7 separate regions of the Mus musculus genome follow, and regions 2, 3, 4, 5, 6 and 7 are each linked to region 1. Evidence: chromatin contacts called from public Hi-C, HiChIP or PLAC-seq and promoter capture Hi-C data. All regions are on one chromosome and are shown on one strand. Each heading gives the region's core, a stretch centred on a gene start, on an enhancer-like site or on the middle of the called end of the contact. The rest is flanking DNA. Distances are from core to core; before and after follow the strand shown. Region 1 holds the start of Fars2 (phenylalanine-tRNA synthetase 2 (mitochondrial)). Region 2 overlaps Rreb1 (ras responsive element binding protein 1). Region 3 has its middle 21 kb from the start of Gm40913. Region 4 overlaps Ly86 (lymphocyte antigen 86). Region 5 holds the start of Psmg4 (proteasome (prosome, macropain) assembly chaperone 4). Region 6 overlaps Ly86 (lymphocyte antigen 86). Region 7 holds the start of Prpf4b (pre-mRNA processing factor 4B).

The links. Promoter capture Hi-C pulls out the DNA fragments that hold promoters and counts their contacts. A called contact is a pair of places that touch in the nucleus more often than the background predicts. HiChIP or PLAC-seq counts read pairs in DNA pulled down with a chosen protein or histone mark. Capture Hi-C pulls out chosen DNA fragments and counts their contacts.
Region 2: a promoter capture Hi-C map of liver shows a contact between it and region 1, with 2.3 times the contacts expected there. The contact joins the enhancer-like site here to the promoter of Fars2 in region 1. A contact is called at or near these places in 5 of 39 promoter capture datasets (the 3T3-L1 cell line, 3T3-L1-derived adipocytes, liver and 1 more) and 3 of 115 datasets of contacts at active chromatin or transcription factors (embryonic stem cells, kidney and pro-B cells).
Region 3: a contact with region 1 is called in an H3K4me3 HiChIP or PLAC-seq map of embryonic forebrain, with 6 times the contacts expected there. The contact joins the enhancer-like site here to the promoter of Fars2 in region 1. A contact is called at or near these places in 16 of 39 promoter capture datasets (the 3T3-L1 cell line, 3T3-L1-derived adipocytes, the C10 cell line and 10 more), 1 of 15 datasets of contacts at CTCF or cohesin (stem cell-derived epiblast-like cells), 13 of 484 Hi-C or Micro-C datasets (the 3T3-L1 cell line, the C2C12 cell line, Sertoli cells and 9 more), 31 of 115 datasets of contacts at active chromatin or transcription factors (DN3 thymocytes, the NIH/3T3 cell line, the SCID.adh cell line and 24 more) and 2 of 9 other capture datasets (liver and macrophages).
Region 4: a promoter capture Hi-C map of hippocampal neurons shows a contact between it and region 1, with 3 times the contacts expected there. The contact joins the enhancer-like site here to the promoter of Fars2 in region 1. A contact is called at or near these places in 6 of 39 promoter capture datasets (the 3T3-L1 cell line, the C10 cell line, hippocampal neurons and 2 more) and 5 of 115 datasets of contacts at active chromatin or transcription factors (astrocytes, embryonic stem cells, epiblast stem cells and 2 more).
Region 5: a contact with region 1 is called in a Hi-C map of CD8 T cells, with 7 times the contacts expected there. The contact joins the promoter of Psmg4 here to the promoter of Fars2 in region 1. A contact is called at or near these places in 1 of 39 promoter capture datasets (pre-B cells), 2 of 484 Hi-C or Micro-C datasets (B cells and CD8 T cells) and 1 of 9 other capture datasets (liver).
Region 6: a contact with region 1 is called in a promoter capture Hi-C map of 3T3-L1-derived adipocytes, with 5 times the contacts expected there. The contact joins the enhancer-like site here to the promoter of Fars2 in region 1. A contact is called at or near these places in 5 of 39 promoter capture datasets (3T3-L1-derived adipocytes, the C10 cell line, cranial neural crest and 1 more) and 4 of 115 datasets of contacts at active chromatin or transcription factors (astrocytes, embryonic stem cells, large pre-B cells and 1 more).
Region 7: a contact with region 1 is called in a promoter capture Hi-C map of liver, with 4 times the contacts expected there. The contact joins the promoter of Prpf4b here to the promoter of Fars2 in region 1. A contact is called at or near these places in 3 of 39 promoter capture datasets (embryonic stem cells, liver and pre-B cells), 5 of 484 Hi-C or Micro-C datasets (CD4 T cells, CD8 T cells, neutrophils and 1 more) and 2 of 9 other capture datasets (adipose tissue and liver).

What each region holds. Positions count from the first base shown.
Region 1 is chr13:36,116,248-36,118,947 of GRCm38.p6, reverse strand. It overlaps Fars2 (phenylalanine-tRNA synthetase 2 (mitochondrial)), which reads right to left and starts at 1,305. Exons shown (of 7, transcript NM_024274.3): 1 at 943-1,305. Lyrm4 (LYR motif containing 4) reads left to right here and starts at 1,591. Exons shown (of 3, transcript NM_201358.2): 1 at 1,591-1,873. The coding sequence starts at 1,788.
Region 2 is chr13:37,940,746-37,943,445 of GRCm38.p6, reverse strand. It overlaps Rreb1 (ras responsive element binding protein 1), which reads right to left. Exons shown (of 12, transcript NM_001177869.1): 10 at 1,742-1,903. Among named protein-coding and RNA genes, the nearest start is that of Gm52041, 24 kb to the left of the region's middle. Within about 2 kb of position 1,330, at least 34 of the 459 cell types and tissues checked have an H3K27ac peak or open chromatin away from gene starts, as enhancers often do. A contact at or near this core is called in 3T3-L1-derived adipocytes, kidney and liver, where this site is marked.
Region 3 is chr13:37,311,317-37,314,016 of GRCm38.p6, reverse strand. No RefSeq gene overlaps it. Among named protein-coding and RNA genes, the nearest start is that of Gm40913, 21 kb to the left of the region's middle. RefSeq lists an enhancer at 207-2,700. Within about 2 kb of position 1,301, at least 95 of the 459 cell types and tissues checked have an H3K27ac peak or open chromatin away from gene starts, as enhancers often do. A contact at or near this core is called in the SCID.adh cell line, SST interneurons, bone marrow-derived macrophages and 11 more, where this site is marked.
Region 4 is chr13:37,414,505-37,417,204 of GRCm38.p6, reverse strand. Ly86 (lymphocyte antigen 86) reads right to left here. Exons shown (of 5, transcript NM_010745.2): 4 at 1,656-1,708. Among named protein-coding and RNA genes, the nearest start is that of Gm4035, 19 kb to the left of the region's middle. Within about 2 kb of position 1,269, at least 8 of the 459 cell types and tissues checked have an H3K27ac peak or open chromatin away from gene starts, as enhancers often do. A contact at or near this core is called in hippocampal neurons, where this site is marked.
Region 5 is chr13:34,161,530-34,164,229 of GRCm38.p6, reverse strand. Psmg4 (proteasome (prosome, macropain) assembly chaperone 4) reads right to left here and starts at 1,266. Exons shown (of 3, transcript NM_001101430.2): 1 at 981-1,266. The coding sequence starts at 1,154.
Region 6 is chr13:37,398,085-37,400,784 of GRCm38.p6, reverse strand. All of the region lies in intron 3 of Ly86 (lymphocyte antigen 86), which reads right to left. Among named protein-coding and RNA genes, the nearest start is that of Gm4035, 36 kb to the left of the region's middle. Within about 2 kb of position 1,269, at least 21 of the 459 cell types and tissues checked have an H3K27ac peak or open chromatin away from gene starts, as enhancers often do. A contact at or near this core is called in 3T3-L1-derived adipocytes, where this site is marked.
Region 7 is chr13:34,874,237-34,876,936 of GRCm38.p6, reverse strand. Prpf4b (pre-mRNA processing factor 4B) reads right to left here and starts at 1,408. Exons shown (of 15, transcript NM_013830.3): 1 at 1,243-1,408. The coding sequence starts at 1,283. Gm36839 (a long non-coding RNA gene) reads left to right here and starts at 1,697. Exons shown (of 2, transcript XR_382181.1): 1 at 1,697-1,768; 2 at 2,369-2,700.

The sequences.
Region 1 (2,700 bases), core at 56-2,555:
AAACAGAAAGGGAACAAAAGGCAAGTTCTGTTCCATTTATTTAAAAATTAAATTTGAAATTTAAAAATCTATTTTGACTAAGACAAAAATCAAACAGGGGCTTAAGAGTGTTTTTATAAAAGCACTGTATCGTCAATACCTTTGATTGCCACTACATCAAGACGAGTAGGTATACTTAGATTCAAGGACAACAAGTTGCAAACATGTGATCCAGAAAAACACAGATTGTTTCGAATAGAGAATGAAAGCTTGATACACCAAAACAAATGATAAGGCATGGTAAATTGACTTCCGTCTTATCGTTAAAATGACTCTTTGCTGTATTTAGGGACAGAGAATTTGCAGGTAGTGGCTTGTTGCACCATCTTAATATAAAACAATATTCCAAAACTAACGAGTGAGTTCCAAACACAAGAACCAGAATTATTCGAAGCTTCTCTTCGCACAGTCCTAAGATCAAGGAACAACCCAAAAACTTAAGTACTTTAGTAAGCTGGTCCGTGATAGCTAAAAGCTGAGAAAAACCCTCTTTTTGCCTTGGGTCTGAAATGATGTCTAGGAAATCCCCTAAAGTCCTAAGGGTTCCCTTATTAATCATGACATCTAATTTATTTATGTGCTTGTTTGTTTATTTATGTTTACGCACTACAAAACCGTGCTCTTAACAAAAACAGTAGTGCATCCCACACTTTTAATCCCAGCACCGGGAAATCTGTGACCAGGAGCTCAAGGGCAGTCTGGACTACAAAACGAGACCCCGTCTCAAAAACAGGAAAGAAAAAAAAAAAAAAACAGAAAAGAAAAGAAAGAAAAAATAGTAAACAAACAAAAAATAGTGTAGCCCCTTAGTGAAGATCCCGGAAATGGAAGTCACAGCCGAATGCAAAGTGCATAACAGTCGGCGACCTGACACCTCTACTCTGCAGCAAGGCCAGCACTCACCCAGCGTACGCCGGGGAAACCAAACGCGGGCGTTTCGAAGTCCGCAAAGCGGCCACACACTCACTCCGCCGTCACTGAGCTTAACCTCTGGCTACCGAGACGCTGGGCGCGCTGGGCGCCGCCATCTTGACGGGAAGAGGCCAGGGCCCTAGGTCCCTTGAGCCGCTCGCCCAAAGACAAGCCGGTGCGCCAGGAAGTCGCCAGCTAGTTACCTCCGCACCACTGGCGCTGCGTCCCCCAGTCACGATGACACTGATAAACTCAGGCTGCCAACCAGACGGATCCAAAGCAAAGTCACCCTCGTTTTCGTGCACAGCAGGTCAGGCAGCGCCAAAGACAGCCGAGCCGGGCAGGGGCAGGGCTGGGGAGCGCGGCTCGTAACCCAGGCAACGGGGCCTAGGCAGGTGTAGGGGGCGTGGTGTCAGGAGACACCGGGATCTCGGCCACGCCCCCGGGCGGTTCGAAAGGCGGAGGAGGCTTTGAGCCCTGGTGTTCGAGCCCGCGACTGTCCTCCCGAGGAGCGAGCCTGGGGCTGGACGGCTCGGCCTCCTGCCGCCCGAGGAGCCTGTGAGGAACGCGGAGCCTCCAGGACACGGGCGCCACCCCTTAGCTGCCCGCCGCCCTGCCTGCGGCGCCACCTCTCGCGCAGGACGCGAGCCAGGCCGCGCGCGAGCCAGGCGGAGCCTCTCTTCTCCTGCCTTCCAGCGTGCTTTTTTTTTTTTTTTTTTTTTTTTGCATCGTTTGACATTTGGGTTCAGTTAAACTTGGGGCTTCTACGAAGAAGGACCTGTTTGGTTTTGTTGTTAGGGTGTTTTTTGGTTTGTTTGTTTTTGTTTATTTTCAACATGGCAGCCTCCAGCCGCGCACAAGTTTTAGATCTGTACCGGGCGATGATGAGAGAGAGCAAGCATTTCAGCGCCTACAATTACAGGTGACCCGGGGGGAGGGCCGGGAATCGGGTGCCCAGCTCTGTCTGCGGGGGTCGCGGATCAGGCGGCCACAACCTGTGAAAGTGACAGGCTCCACTCCCATGACGCGCACGTGCAACTGTCCACCCCCAGGTGTGACCCTCAGAGCCCTGGAGGGGAGGAGCCAAGGACTTGCCCTTCAAATGCTGGGATACCTTCCCTGAACTGACACCCACATAGGGGCTTTAGGACCATTAAACAGTGTCCTGTTTCTGCGGTACAAAGTGATGAACGCGAAGCTACCAGTGAGAAGCTAGGACAAGGAAACTTAGGGCATACCTATATCTTGCCTTGAGATTACAAGAGTGGAAGCAGGCAGTCTAGACCACGTGGACACAAAACTGAAGGCTTGCTCTAGGGCCCCCTTTCATTTCACTAGTGTTTTAATTCGTGACGTTGGTTCCAAGTATCAGATACGTTCTTACTAAAGGATGGTGGAGAGGGGCTACATATTCATGTTAAAGGTAAAATGAGTTGCTAAGCCTTTAAAAACTGAATTCTTAGTTTATCCAGCCTCGCCAAACTGAAATCTTACTGCTAGATCCTAGAGTCTAGGACCTATAACAAGAGGACAGGAGCATCAATTCTTCAAAAACATTTAAAACTTAAATTTATTTTAAGTTATAAAATGTATGTTAATGAGTTACTATGCGTGCACCTCACTTAAATGCACTAAAACTTACATTTTTAACTCTGCCCCATTTCTTTCCTTGCTTGGCCTATTCCCCTACTTGTATGAGTCCCTTATACTTCCTTGCCACATGGTAGTGGTGCACACCTTTAACCCCAG
Region 2 (2,700 bases), core at 81-2,580, 1.8 Mb before region 1:
CTTTGATAGTTCTTTTCTAAGAGGCTTTGTGCCTTTAAGAAAATCTATATAACTTCTGGGGCAGGGCCTTGGAAAAAGAAAACCTGTAATTGTAAACTTAAAAAATAAATACGCCCACAGGCTAACACTTGTGCCAAAGCTAAGCTCAAACCATAAATTCTGACCGAGCTCTGGCGTCAGCAGAGTTCCTGTGAACAGCCTCCTGGATGAGCAGGGTACAGTGCCTGAGACTCTTCTGAGGACATGGGTTCCCACCCCAAAGCACCCCCCCCCCTGTCAGCTGCCTTCCCTTTTGAACTGGTTTGGGGAGAATCACAGGACCTTTCTGTAAAGCAGGCTGTAAGAAAATGTTCCAGTCTAATGGGTACTGTGGCAATGATGGTTAAACATTATCAGGATGGTCTGTGGCAAAGACAGCTGCTGCAGTGCCTTGGGCTTCCAGCCGCTTGGGAAGCGGATCAGGCTTAGCTCACAGGGACTCAACCATTGCAGGCTACCTGTCCTCACTCCCAGATCCTAGGGAATTGTGTGGAAATAGAAGTTGGGGGTTGGGGGTGCAGTGTGGTTAGCAAACCAGCTGTGGCATTCTTGCCCGAACAAGAGGGTCTAACCTGGGCAGAAGGACCCAGCAAGCCCAAGGCATTCCATTGCTCTCACTGGTCTGAATAAGCAGTGTGGTGGGAAGGGTAAAGGTGTCTTACCCACTGGGGTCAGCTCTCCCAGATAGCCAGTCCACTGTGATGTGTCAACACTGAGGTCAGGACAAGGGGGTCAGGGGTTGGAATCAATGACTGTCACTCTATCCACACTGACTCCTAGGTTCAGGGTGCCACTCTCCAAACTACACAGCACTCCATCCCACCAAAGTTTGAGAAGTCACGAGAGACAACTGCAACCCTAGATGAACACATTAGAGGCTGGCTTGGATCCCAGAAATGGGCAAACGCTAACTTTCAACACCCACGGAGCCTGAAGCCTGTGTGTGCAATGCCCTCCCTGCTACTGCTACCAAGTGGCCTGAGGCAGCTTACTTTTTTGTACGGTGTGTTTTGGTAGGGCTAGCAAACTCTAGCAGTTAGACCATGGAAGTGTATTAAATAGAGGACTTGAGTAAATACAGAAGGTGATGGGGGCAGCGGGCAGAAAAGGAACGGAGCAGCGTTAATTACTCTGTAAGGGCCGAGGGAGGAGGCACACATCAGCACAGGAGCATAATACCCGGACAGGTCAAGCAGAGTTGTGATTAAGAAGGACATGCACAGTGCTGTCTCAAACAAGGACAGATTTATACAGGGAGGAGTTATTGAGAAGAAAAGCCCCGCCTTGCCCCGCCTCAACCCGCCTCCCAACTAAAAGCTTGGAGGGCCACAGTTCTTGCAGTACTGAGTCCACTGGGCAAGGGCTGCTCACGAAAGCTGCAGGATCTGGGTCCCCCAGACTTCAGAGCTTCGTGTTTCCTTCAGGGGTTTAAGTCAGGAGCCGAAAGCGCACAATATCCGGCTCATCCTATCTTCCAGGATCAGAGCAATGGCAATTTTAGGAAGGAAGGTGCTGGATCCCCCCCTGGCAGCTGCAAAGTCCCCTGGGGCACTGACACTGTTTCCCCAGCTCACACAGTCTCGGCAGGGGCTAGGCCCCCTGAGCTGTAGCTGCTCAGTGCTCCGCCCCAGCTTACACAGCCTTAACCGAGTTCTGGGGAGCACCCTCCTCTCTCTGGTTCTCCATCACCTAGAGTTTCTACCTGTGCTATCATGGGATCCAACATCACTCTCTTTTGGGGGAATAAGCCCGTTTCTTCTCAGGGAGCAGGTGGTAACTCCGTGTTTGCGCAACTGGTGCCGCTCACAGTTAGATTTGGTAGAAAAGAAGGCATCGCATTTTTGACAAGGGAAGGGTTTCTGACCTGAAGCAGGAAAAAAAAATACGCATTTATCTGGCTTTCTACTGCAATGAAAAAGAAAAGTTGCTTTTGATTTACTCTTCTGGGATTGCTGGCATTTGTTCAACCCTCCACCCTTTCCTTTTAAGAAAATAAGAGAAACATACTTAACAAAAAGAAACAGAAACTGAGAGACAATGACTAAAATAATCATTTTCCCTTAGCCTTCATGTAATGGAAGGAGTTGTCATCAAGAGACTAAAAATAAGTTAACAATGAAACCAAGATACATGTGTTTGAAGCAAGACAATAAAAACTGTTAACACCACAACATTTCTAAGGCACAGCAAGCAATACCTAAATGAACCAGAGAAAAAGCACTACTGGATAGCCTGGCAGGTAGAACTGAGAGGGTGAGGAGATGGACCTGGGCGTGTGTGTAGGGGGGAGGGGGGAGGGCGGGGGAGGGGGGGAGCAGGCTCAAGTCTCCCAATGGGAGGCAACCTTCAAGGCCCATATTGAGAAGTCAGAGTGAGCCTCCCTCTAGTGTGGCAAGCAACAAGATTCATGGTTCCCAGGTTTTCATTCTTCCTTTGTATGGGCTAAGGGAGTGACCAACACAGGCAAGTGTGCATCAGGCTATGTACTCTGCTCCACAGAGGCACGAGCAAGGCCAGCCCAAACCCTAGGCCAGCACTACAAACACGGTGATGATGCGTTGGCAGGAGAAGCCCTCTTTCTGTCCCAGGGGAGGTTTCTGCTTTGGCCTGCTTATATCCTTCATTTATTTGCATTGTAAACATTGTGTTTCAAAATGCATT
Region 3 (2,700 bases), core at 52-2,551, 1.2 Mb before region 1:
CTAGCATTTAAAACTTTTAAAAATCCCCTTTCTGTCTTCTTACTATTCCCTTTCTTGTGTATACAATATGTATTCACATATATAGTCATATATATATTTATTCTTGTACACACACACATATATAAAATGCATTCAGTATTTTTATCCATTCTTCTGAGAATGCTAGTAGCCATTCTTTCTGTACATTTTCTTAGGGGCTTCTTCTTCCCCACCCCTGTTTACTTGCAGGCAGTAGTTTGTGTTGCAGGTAAAAGCAGATACACAGGGTTTGCAAAAGATGAAAGGTTTTTTTTGTTTTGTTTTGTTTTGTGTTTTTGTTTTCTTGTTTTTCCTCCTCCGAAGTAAGAGAGAATAAAAGGCCAGGCAGTGACACAACTACTTTAAGGTAGAAGAGGCAACATTGAGGAGCAAGAGTGTCTGGAAAGTGGGAGGATCTGCTTCTGAACTAGCCAAGTATTGTACAGACACAAAGCTAAAGAGGAGAAGAAACTGAGAAGATCTGCAGTGCAGGAATCAACGCCGGCTCACCATCAAGCGGCACTGCGGTCTCACCTGAACCTTCAATGTGCAGCCAGCCCACTCAGCGACCTCAGGCCACCCTTTCTTCTTAGCCTTGGGTGGGACGAGGGGCAAGGCAGAATGGTGCTTGCTGTCAGTTGTTGGCTAGAGCTAAGGTGAGGGGCAAAGTGTTGAGGGATGCTGAGGACAGAAGTACAGAGGAGCAAGGGAGCTGGCTTTTCTATCCAGATCTGGTAAAGCAAAGAACAGAGGAGTGACTAAGGGAGCCAGGGAGATGCCTCTGAAGATGGGACCCTATGCTTATAGGCAGTGTGAAGCCTGTTCCTTAGTCTTGAAGGAATGGAAACTCAGAAGAATGCAAGCGGGCTCTGAACACACAGATGATTCTGCAGTTGAATTCCGGAGGGAGAAACACCTCGGGGAGGGGCTGTCAAGTGAACAACTTAGACGGACCCAGGAAAGATCACATAAGGAGTCCTGCTTCAAGACTGTCAAAGCCATTGGGTCTTTTAGGTTTAAATTCAATTCTGCAATGGGGTGAAATGTAAGGTATTAGTTTTAGGAAGGACCCTTGCTTACTTGGTGATTCACCTGTGAATAACAGCAAAACCCCAAATCCGAGAAACAATGCATCAGGCAATACTAGATCCGCAGCCAGCCAGCATCCCGCCCCTCAAGAAAAAAATTGCAGACCATGACATCATTCCTCTGGTCTCCCCACACCTGCTCGAGTCCCTCGATGATACCACCAGATGGCGATGTTGGCCTAAGTTGTAGTACATTCTCTAGTCCTGGGAAAGCCTGACCTGAATATAAAACTTCCCTAATCACCACATTTGATTCCCCAGCAGAACAGCACAAAAAAACCTACTGCGGATTCCAAAGAGGCCAACATGGCATCTCACTACATTGCGTGGTCCGCAGACCAGACATCGGTGCATATTAAAGTGTGATTGCAAGAAAACAACTTTAAAATTCAGAGTCCAGGAGTGGCCCCCCGCTCCCCCGCCTCCCGCGCCTAGTCTCGCTTTGCGCTCCCTACCCCCACCCACGGTCCAGCAATCTCGGACGTGAGGCTTTTCTGCAGCCGCAGCGGCATGGCTGGCAGTGTGGCGCGGAGGTGGCAAGCTCTAGGGACCCACGCAGCGTCTGTCTGTGCAGTGCCCAGATGGCAGGGGCTGGAGAGGCCTCCAGAAACCTGCAACTCAGTAGCATTTCCCCAACTGGATCTCTGTCATCCTCCCAGGCCACCCCAGCTCAAGAGAACCTACCCCATCCAGAACTTCAGGAGGCAGCTTGGGGCCAGCAAAGGTGGGAGGTGGTGGCATGAAAGTAAGGTCTAGTTAGGATGACCAGTCTCCAGGGTTAGAAGTTTTATAGCTTACAGGGCTTCCACGATCCCAGGTGCCCACCCAATTGGTATTGCTTCCACTAGTAGGTCGCGCCTTGTGTAGGACAGTGTATGATGGGCAAGATGGACCGCAGGCGCCTGCTAGAGAGTGACACTCTGGCTCCCAGTAGCTTGCACCAAAAGGTCCGATGACTGTCTCTGGTCCCCAGCAGTCAAACCTCGGTGGTACTTCTAGGCCTCATAGGCGCGTGCTCATGGCGCACGCACAAAGCCCAGCGGTGCAGTGCTCCCCGGCAGGCCTGGGCTGGCCCCCTCGAAGCGACCAGACGGTGTCTCACAGCGGGCTTGTCCCCGCCGAGGTCATCTGCTAGGCGCAGCTGGGCCGCGGAAAGTAAGAAGCTGATGAATTTTTCATCGCGATTCCCTTGGCTGTCGATCTGAAGGCAGTTTCTGGGGCAGCAGCCTTTAAGGACCTGTCTGTGCCAAGGGCAGCCCCTCCCCCACCGCTCTAATTACTGATAGACAGGAGAAGCTGGTCCCAGGTCCCCTCCTGCTCCTCCAGGGCGTGTCCTGGTCCCTCTGGCTTTGTTTGATTTCTGAGCATTGGGCGAGTGGGAAAGGAGGGATGAGGAAGAGCGCCTGTCTAGTTTAATAGCATGTGTAGACAACCTGCCTGGAAAAAGGAACACAGAGGTGCTCAGCTCTGACCTCCAGGAGTTTGCAGGGATCTGCGGGGATAAACTCACAAAATGGAGATGAAAGAGTCTAATGTGGGCCAAGGGCCGGGCTAGTGGGGCTGTGAGTGAGACCGGGGCTCAGGGAGAGACATG
Region 4 (2,700 bases), core at 20-2,519, 1.3 Mb before region 1:
GTATCAGGAGAAAAACGAGGAGGGGAAAAACATTCAAGTAGCAACGATGTGAAGAAAAAGCTCCCTGGGAGAGTTCCTCCAGGGAGAGATTGAGTTTCCCTTCCTGGAAGAAGTTGTGCCTTTCACAGAAAGGCAGGAGAAGATCATTGGAGACTTCTGGAGAGGGAGGGAGAGAGATTCCAGGTGTGAGAAGGATTCCTGTGGAAACCAAACTGGGTCTGTTCAGGACTCTGTGATTTCGGAGCTCACAGGGTGGGACAGGAGGGAAAGAAACTTAGAACTGAAACTGAGCAGAGGAGACACCTTATGCAGGAGACAGTGTCTTTCCTTCATGTTTCAGAGGCCTGAAAAGATGAAGCTGAAAGCAGGATGTGTGAGCAATGACATTTTTATGATGTTCCAGGAAATCCTCGTCTTGGCTTTGAGTCTTGCTCGTGGATGCTCAGGATGGGCCACAATGCTTTGGCTTGACTGTCCCTGCTATAAAGTCTGTTGACGCAATCCCCAGCGTGAGATCAGAAGATGTGGGATCTTTAAAAGAGATCTGCCCTTGTGAGTGGATTCATTCATTTATGGACTAATAGATTAAGGAGTAATGGGTTTTCTTGGGAGTGGGTGCGTTATAAAAAAATTTGACTCCTTTATCCTTGAATGTCCTGATTTGTGTCCCCTAATGTGCTGACTTAGGATGTTGCAAAGTCCTCACCAGCAAGGAGACCCTAGATGTGCCCCCTTTTTACCCTGGATATCCCAGACTCTGGAGGGATGGGCTGGGTTTATGCCTTTATTCTTTGGCCACATGTGTCATGTGGTCATGTTTGTGTGTGCAGATGCATGTGCACGTGGAACACATATAATTGTGTGTGCACATGCCTGTGGAGGCCAAGGACAATCGTGGGTGTCACTCCTCGTGTGTCATCTAACTTTTTCCTTTTTTTTTTCTGAGTCAGCATCTCTCACTGAGCTGAAACCCCCTAGGCTGGCTGGCCCGCAGGTCCCAGGAGCCTGCCTGCTTCTGCTTCTCCAGCACTTGGATTATAAGCCTATACTGTCTCATCTGGATTTCCTAACATGGGCTCTGGAGATCAAACTCAGATCCTTAGGTTTGCCCTTTCCCAGCTGAGCTATCTCCCCATCCCTGTTCTTTATACATTGTACAGTAAACAGAAGCAGACCCACATCCCAGCTTGGCAGTCATAGTGTGGCATGGTAACCAGTGGGACATTGAAACCTTTGGGATTTTGTAAACTCTCCTTTCTCTAGATTGCCAGAAGCTAGTTGCCTCCTACACACCCCACACAACACTAGCCATATGGAGTTCCCCCACACAACCCTGATCCTGTGGACAAGATGCCAGAATTTCAACTCCAGTAGGTTTTGTTCTGGTTCAACTGAAAGGATCATGAAGCATCAAAGTCAGTGTGTTAGCATGCCTCCTAACTATGTTAGCATTTGTTAGCATGCCTCCTAACTGTGGCATGTGCCGACACTTTCAATTATGTAAGTCTAGTTCTCTTCTTCTTTGCCTCCTCCTCTTCTTCCCCCTTCTCCTTTTCCTTTTCCTTCTCCTCTTTCTCTTTTTTTTTCTCCTCCAAGAGTTTAAAATCAACTCTTCAACACAATAATACACAACAACACAAAACAAGAAACCTTACCTGTGGAACATCAAGTCCAGGGTTATTGACAGGGCCGGCATAGTATATCTGTTCTGAAAAATATATAGATCACAGATAATGTTATTCATTCATTTAAAACAACCCTCCAAATAAGGTTATCATATCATCTGTGGCCGTAGAGACGTAGATCAAGTCTGGATAATAAAATAAGAGTAGCCATTGATATAAAAGCTTTAATTTCCTGACTTCAAATGGATCTCAGGTGTTGATGAACAATAGTCTCTGCCCATGTACATGTTTCTTGCTTCCCAGTGATGAGGCTGACGGTACAGAAACTTCTGGATGGAGCACTGTCCAGATAGTGAGAAGTGTGGGAAGGAAGCAAGCAGGTCGTGGAAAGACCCTGGCTGACTGAGAGGTCAAGAGTCTAGACTGGTGCTGGAAATACAGGGTGAAATGTTTTGAGATCTGTGGCCAGAAACTCAAAGACACTGCAATAGTTCCAGGAGAAACACCCAATACTTGTGATACAGGTAAGGGCTGGGTTGTAGTCACTTTTGGTTTTGTTTTGTTCTCTTCTCTAAATACAGTGTCTGTTACTACTTATTGCTGAAGGAGCCACATGGCATCATTTTCACTATGTCCGGACACACCGAAGACAGTGGATTATCAGCTGTCCTCTTTTCAAGAAAAGAAAAGCAAAGGATTCAGGTTCCTAGCATAATGGTGGTTGTCTTCCTGGTCATCATACTTGGTGGTGGTTTGAATAAGCTTGGCCCAGGGAGTGGCACTATGGAGGTGTGGCCTTGGAGTAGGTGCGGCTTTGTTGGAGGAAGTGTGTCACTGTGGGCATGGGCTTTAAGACCCTCATCTTAGTTGCCTGGAAGCCAGTCTCCTCCTTTCTACCTTTGGATCAAGATGCAGAACTCTCAACTCTGCTTGCAACATGCTTGCCTGGATGCTGCCATGCTCCCACCTTGATGATAATAGACTGAACCACTGAACCTGTAAGCCAGCCCCAATCAAATGTTGTCCTTTATAAGAGTTGCCTTGGTCATGGTGTCTCTTCTTTTCTTCTTAGGAA
Region 5 (2,700 bases), core at 17-2,516, 2.0 Mb after region 1:
ACTGGGCAGGGAAGAACACTAAGAAGCAACAGGCCCTGTGGGGATCACTAGAAACTCAGTATCATACTCTGAATTCATCTCAAAGGGTCTTTAGCAGAGGAATGGCAATCCCTGATCTATCTTATTGTTTTATCTTTTTGCTTATATGTAGTGTGTATGGTATGCATGCATACGTGCATGCATGTTCCTAAATTTGGGTGCATATATATGCATGTGCCCCCCACACAAAGTGAGCTCATCCGAGGGTAAGGTAAGTCCTTCATCCAATATGAGTGGTGTGTTCAAGGAAGAGATGAGGACAGGCAGTTTAACTCAGTGGTGGAGCATTTGCATAGCACATGCAAAGCTTTGGATTCAACCCCCTATCCTGGAGATGGAGAGGCTCTGGGCACGTGACCTGTGAGAGAAAGAAAGGCCAAAGACAGCCAGAGAGCACTCAGAATAGGTAGAGTTGCCCATACAGAGATGAAAGGTCACAGAAGGGGAAGGTTTGAGTTTGTTGGTCAAGTACCTATCAGACACTCAAATCTAAGCTCCAAGTTCAATACAAAAGTTGTCTAAACCCAATGTAAAATGTAAAACGTAGCACGCGCACATGTCAGGAAGCTGGTGCAAGGAGAGCCGATGTTCTGGTGAGCTCAGAGCTCAGGGGCTGGGATGAGTTCCCTTTAAGGTGGTCCACGTGTGGGTTGACTCCGGGGTTCCCGCAAGTCAAGAAGCAGCCCTAGGAGACTCCAGCCTGAGGTGTTCAGAATAGGACCCCAGGGCACACTGAAGCTCCTCAAGAATGTCTCTCAGGGCCGCATGCGACCAGCCTCACTCCCACTGGTCTCTCTCCTCCCAAACCCTTCTTAGCGGTCCCCACCCTCTACCCCAGATCCTTCACCTTGAGGTCCACCGGTCCCCCCAACCCCACCCCCAACTACGGCTAGGCCCCGCCCCCAGATCGCCATCAAGTTCCTGGCCCCGCCCACACTCACGTAGCGGCTGCACATGGCCACTGCGAGGTTGCGTAGATGCGGCGTTGCTCCCACCCACAGGAAGAGCGAATCCGTCAGCCGCATGACATGAAAGTGGACCAGCTGCTCCCACAGCCTTGCACTGAAGTTGTGAAGCGACACGTCCGCGTCCGCAGCGGCCCGAGACTCCTCCATCCCGCCAGCCACCGGGCCACAGCACCGAGACCGGGCAGGCGCGGGCTCCCAGACCAGAGAGAGCGAGCTCCGAAAAGCGGAACGCTCTTTCACTTTCAGATGCGCGCGCCGAGGTGGGGTGGGGCGAGCATGAGTGGGCGGGGCCTAGAACAGGGCCTCCGCCTGCTCTAGCCTGGTACCTTCAGCCTCGCCTAGGAGTCTGCCAGCGATCTCTAGGAACCCACTGAACTACCTCTGTCCTTTTTCCTTCTTCCCAGGAGCGCATGTTAGTGGACTGAAACCACTCTCAGCATCTTCCTTTGCCCAGACACGGACACAATTTGAGCGCTTTAGCAGCCACCACCTCCCAGGCCCACCTCTGCAAGTCTCTAACCTAGCTAACATAATTTAACAGCAATGATCCTGGGAGAAAGCTGTAAAAAAGAACTGCATAGACCATGGCGGGAGGACAGGGTCTTCAGAGACAGGCAGGCACACCCTGAGCTGCTATCATGTAAAGCTCGGGTCTTGATCTAACCCTTTAACTTCTCTGTCTCTCTTTCCTCGAGTACAAAATGGAAATATGAGTAGGGAGCCTTTAAGATTTGAGAAAGAATGTGAGAGAGGGAAGCCCTGTGGAGGGTGGTGATATATCTGCCCTGGGACCCTTTAATTTTAATTACTGGGACACTAAAGTGTTTGGAATGAGTCCCTTGGTGGGTTGAGAGGCGTAAAAACTTGCCCGGTTTGTCAAGCTTTTTACAGTAGACTTGGAGACTCTAGGAACTGCAAAGAGTCTGCTTAAATTTCCTGTAACTCTTAGTGGATCAAATTGAGATTTAAAATGTGATGTGATTTGAGTATGGTTTGGGACCCTCCGAGGATCCACTGTGAGATGTCTTAGTCCCCAAGGGAGATAGATTATGGAATATCATGGGAGATCAGGGGATAGGCCCTGTCTGGAAGACCCAAGTCACTGAGGAAAAGGAAATATTCCTGTGATAGAGCTCCTGAGGTATTACTATAAAAGCAACAAGCCCAGCCTTTGTGGTTAATATTGTTGGGGGTTGGGGGGAGGGGGTTACTACACCCCCTTGTTACCTTTAAATATCTATTGGGGGTTTCTACCCCACTTCAGACCATATCATTACCAGATAAAAGATACAGAAACATTTAGATTTATAATAAGCTTAAAAGCACTAGAGCTAGGCAGATATCAGCCCTCTATGCTATATTACCTATTTTCTTATGGTGATCCCAGAGATGTCACTGGCCATGTTCAGCCTGGGCCATTCCTACTCCATCAGGCTGGTCCTCTTGACCATGTGCCCATGATCTACCAACACCATGGTGACCTCCTTCCTTCTTCCTCTCTCTTCCACCTCATCCTTATCTCAGACCCCAAGCCCAGAATCCATTTTTCCACCCACTCTGTTCTGCCTAGCCTTGTCTGTAGGCATCTTTATTGGCCAATCAGGAATAAGTTGGGGGGCAAGCTTTACATCATTTGGTACAGGAGGATCTCATCAGGAGGCATCCAGATTTGGGGGGACCAGCACTTAGCATT
Region 6 (2,700 bases), core at 20-2,519, 1.3 Mb before region 1:
GACCAGGAACCTAGAAGCAGGAACTAATGGAAGGCCATAGAATAGTGCTGCTTACTGGATTGTTTCCTATAGCTTGCTCAGTCTGCTTTCTTATATGACCCAGGACCACCTGCCTATGAGTAGCATTGCCCACAGCAGACTGGGTCTGTCCACATCAATCATTAGTCAAGAAAATACCCCACAGGCTTGCTTACAGGCAGATCTTATAGAGGCATTTTCTCAATTGAGGTTCCCTTCTCTCAGATTCATCTAACTTGTGTAAAGTAGATAAAAAGCCTACCCAGCCCACACACCACGGGTGAGCTGGTGCTGGTTCAGGAGACTCAGCTGTTGATTAATTTGGACCTCCTCCTGATGACAGGATACCTTGTCTACAGATTATGTTGGAATGATCTGGAGTTTTAAGGCAAAAACCAGGAAAAAGAATTTTTAGGCCTTGAATTGTGCTTGTGAGTTCTCAGAGCCTCATACTTTGGGAGGAGATGGTGGCAGAGAGAGAGGGAGAGAGGGAGGGAGGGAGAGAGGGAGAGAGAGAGAGGGGGAGGGAGAGAGAGGGAGAGAGGGGAATTATTTTTAATTTTAATTGTTTTTGAGAGAGGTTTTCTTGACCTCACTTTGTGGCTAAGGATGGCTTTGAACTTCTGATCCTTTTGTGTCCACCTCCCATGTGCTGGGGTTTCAGGTCTGTGCTACCACACCTGATTTATGTTGTGCTAAGGATCTAACCTAGGGCCTTGTGTATGCTAGATGTGCATGCTATCAGCTCAATTACACCCCAGCTAATACCCGCTGGCTGTTTGTAGGGTAAGGTGCCCTGGGAATACTTATGGTCTTCTTTGTGAAAACCACAGCCCTACTTTAGAGTCCATAGCTGTCCAGCCACCGTGGTTACTTTTCCTCTAGATGAATTATTTTCATTTTGGCTCAGCGAGTTCTACTTTGAAATCTTCCCCTCCGCATGCAGCCAGACTTCTGACCCCCTTGTGGGATTTCATTGACTAGGGAAATCTAATGTTACTGACAGCTCAGAACCATCCCCTGTGAGATTGCAACGAATCATTACAAAATTATCAAATAAGACTTCTCCTGGGTTGGATTAATCACAGCCTTCCCCTCATGCCTCTCCAGTGGTTTAGCAATGTGGTCATTGCCAGTCTTTTCATTTTCAACAGCAAGCCGGTTTTGAAGTAGGAATGGTTTCAACACATGAGTCGTTGACTTCTGGCCGCACTGGTTCTCTTCTGGGTAAAGGCTATGCCAAATAGGGGTGGTTATAAAGTTGAGAAACAGTGACAGTCATGTCCCAGTGAGACGAAGCTTTGATATGAAGCAATGATCTGACCTCCGAACAGAAAAACTCATATCTTGCTCTGGGCATGTGGGCAAGCGTATGGTCTAGGGAGTTCATGGCGGTTTGGTTTTCACAAGGTCATTTTAATCAAAAACACAAGGAGCTCGAGGCTCCTTTGGATTATATGTAGCTACTTGGACTCTTGACATGGCCAGCAGAAATCAGAAAAACAAAACAAAACAAAACCCAAAACCTGTTCTTTTCTCAGTAATAGTTGCATAGGCAGCAATGGTCACTCACAGATGGCTACATCCTGGTCCCCAGAGATCCTGTGAATATTATGCCATCTCACGTGTCAAAAGGGACTTTGCAGATGTAATCTCTAATTAGGATTTTGGAATGGGGAGGTGGCCCTGGGTTACCTAGATGGACTAGAAAATGAGAGGGAAGAAGGATCTGAGGGGAAAGAGGAGAGGTCATGTATAGATGGAGGCAGAGCATGGAGAGGAGCCAAGGAACACAACAGCCAGAGACTAACTGGGTAAGAGAGCGACTTCCCTAAGCTTCCAAAGGCATACAGCTCTCCAGATACTTGGGATTTAGATTCGTGGCATTCAGACTCCAAGAGAACAAACCAGTGCTATGAACTGCACATTCCACGACAACTTGTTACAGCAGCAGTAGGAAGACATTACAGAGGTCTTGGATTAAAGGGAGGAGGACCCAGGTAGTCAGCCTGAGATGGGGCCATGAGTGGTAGCTTCCCCAAAGGGGCACTTTAGCACCATGACACAAACATATTCTAGGATTTGAGCCCAAGAGAAAATATTAGGGTTTGAACTGGGCCAGGGAGTGAGATTTCTAATGCAAGCTATACCAACGAGTTCAGGATAGACAATTACAAGCAATACAAAACAGTATGAAGCAGTAGGTCAGATTTGCCTGGTAGGACATTTTGCAAAGATCCCATCAAATATGACTGCCACCAACCCCCTGTGGCCATAAGAGCTTATACTGTGGCCAGTGCAGGTTTTAATTTACTTTAAAAAACAGTTTTGAATGACCATGTATGTCTTGTGATTATTTTGCTGGACAATGAAATTCTGGGTCAACATTGACAGAAATACATGAGTCACATGGGCCACTTAAGCTTTTCAGGTGGCCATATTTAAAAAATGAGAAGGAAAAAAGTAAGATTAGCAAAATATGTTGTTTAACTCAGTAATTTAAAATATTACCTTTTTTAAAGCATATAATCAATATAGAAATGAGGCATTTAGATTTACAGCATCTCTCACTTTGGACCTGTCATGGTTCAAGGGCCTCAGACACTGGAAGCCGATGGCCCCTGCACTAGTCAATCATGGAAGAGGAAGAGGATCCTGGGAGGAAGTAGTCAGACTTACTTG
Region 7 (2,700 bases), core at 159-2,658, 1.2 Mb after region 1:
ACTACTTAGCTGAACAGCCGAAGACACCCATCAAGCTAAACTAACATCCTGTAACTGCCACACCATGAACTTGGACAATAAGCTATCTTAAAATCCTATCTGTTCTCTGCTAAGCCCAATTGTCACAACCACAATGCAACTTTCAAGCATACTTAATAAAAACAAATTCTCTGTCAAGCTGAGTAAAGTAAATGACAGGGGAACCCCAAACTAGATTCTCAGCAAAGAAACCAAGCTATCTGTCACAAGTTGCTGGAAACGGTATCAAACACTTTCCTAAACAGGCTGAAAACATAGATAATGCAGATGTAACTGGGGGGTGGGGGGTGGGGGGGGTTGCTGTTGCCACCCAGTCTTCAGTGGTATTCTCTTTAAAGTTAAGCTTTCCTCGCATAAACGTGGGAAACAAAACACTGCTCTTCTTTAAGCAACAGCTAGTCCTTTTGCTTATTCAAGGATGTGTTCTCTTGGCTTCAAATACTTCTATAGTCGCTTAATTAAAAACACAGATTAGAATGATTTAGAAGTAGCAACGATTCCTAATACTTCTCCCATGTCCCTTCCTAAAGGCAAAAACAAACTAGGGCAAAAAACTGCCAGGCCTCAAAACCCAGGTAGTCTACCTTACTTTGCCTCAAGTTTGAAAGTTAGAAATAAGCTACCAATGGACAGAGAAATACCGGGTTGTGGTTGGAAGGAAGAGTAAAGGGCAAAGGACTTCGCTAGCACAATTTCCGGGACAGTCAAAAGTGTGACCCTAGCACCCCCGTCTCTGCTTTTACCATCAGCAGGATCGCAAGGATAGCATATGCGTTAGGAAAGCGGGGCTTAGCCTGCCGGCCGCCACTATTCCTCGGGTCTCTTTAGGGAAGGAGATCACCGAGGGTTGAGATCGGAGAGCTCCACGGTCCCCCAGGGAGGTGCAGGAAGGCGCGACCTCAGGGCAGCAGCAGCCACCACGCTAACTGGACCTGTAGAGGCCGCTCGTGCCGCCGCCTCCCGGGGCAACGACGGACAGCAGGCCGCGCTGCCGGCACCTCAACAGCCGCGGCCCCACCGGCAGCAAAGCCCAGGCCGCTCCCACGCCTCCCGCCGCACCACCCACGGCGCGCGGCAAGGCAAAGTTTGGCTGTCGCCGTTAGGCCTGAACTTTCCCGCCCGTCGCGCAGGTCGCCGCCGCCGCCGTCCCCCGCATTGCCGGCCTGGAGGCCCAGCTCCGACACACCCGCGCGGTGCACTTACTCAGCTTGCTCCCGCAGGGACGGGGGCTCCGTGGCGGCCATCTTGAACTTCCCGACTCCTCCGCGATGCTGGCGGCGGCTCGGCGAACCGTGGACGCCAGTGGAAGCGGAGGAAGAAGGGACAGGCAGCCGCGCATGTGCGGAGCACGTAGAGAAAAGCGGCACTCGGGAGTCCGCGCTAAGAATCCGGATAGAAAAACTCGGCGTCCGGGGGCGGGGCGCGGAACGTAACTTCCGGGGCTAGGGGGCGGGCCGTGGGGAGAAGAAGGCCTGATTCACTTAGAGCGCTGGTTATGTGTGTAAGTGTGAGTGTGTAAGTGTGTAAGTGTAGGGACCTGCTGGAGACAGCAGCAAAGAAAGGGGTCGGGTGCATTGCTGAGAGCTGATTCTCCATGTGATCCAGTAGTGGGTGAAACCTGCTGTGTCTCTCCTTGTTGCTGATTGGCTAGCGGAGAGCTCGTAGACCTGGCCTAATTTAAACAGCCAGAATATCTGCCAGGTCCCCTTTTGACCTTCTGTTCTTTATGGTATGCTTTATATGGGAATTAAGTTTTCTGTTTCTGGGAGGAATACGTTGGAGATAATGGTGATACTGAAATAAGACCGATTTCCGATTTACAGACACCATTCTTCACAGAGTAAAATAAAGCACTTCTAAGCCCGGACACACAAAATAAATGTAATAAAAATGCTCTTGTCGGGCAGTGGTGGCGCACGCCTTTAATCCCAGCACTCGGGAGGTAGAGGCAGGCGGATCTGAGTTCGAGGCCAGCCTGGTCTACAGAGTGAGTTCCAGGACAGCCAGGGCTACACAGAGAAACCCTGTCTCGAAAAACCAAAAAATAAATAAATAAAAAATAAAATAAATAAAGCACTTCTAAAGGAGCTGGTGCTGGAAAACTTTTCCATGGAAGATTTTCTTTTTCACCCAAGTTCATTTCCACGCTATTACGAATTGGAGAGCGAAATCGATGCCTAAAGGCATCCCAAGCTGTTACTGTTAGCAGATATTGAAACATTAGCTTACTCGTGCAGGAAACGTTTACAAAGTGACAGACCAGACAATTACAATTCCTTGGGTTTTTTTTTTTTTTTTTTTTTTTTTCCTCTTCGGGGCCCTGGTAAAGGAACCGCCCGACCCATAGCCGCAGTTTCCGCGGATCAGGACGGAAGTGAGCTCTGCACAGCGGAACCAGCTTCCCGGAAGTCTTTTGGCCAGCCGGAGAGACGCATGCGTGCTGGTGGCCAGAAGAAAGCGTGGGCGTGTTCAAAGCTGCGGGCGGTGGTTGTGGCGTTAGAACTGCGGCGGGCAGCTATGGGGAGGCCCTCCCAGTTCCCTGCTCCAGCTCAGCTGGTCTCCGCCTCCCGATCTCAGCCCCGACCTCTCCTCTGCGGCAACGTCAGCACAGCGGCTTGCCAAGATTGCGTCTGAGCGTACCCCAAGATCCCTCAAGTAGAG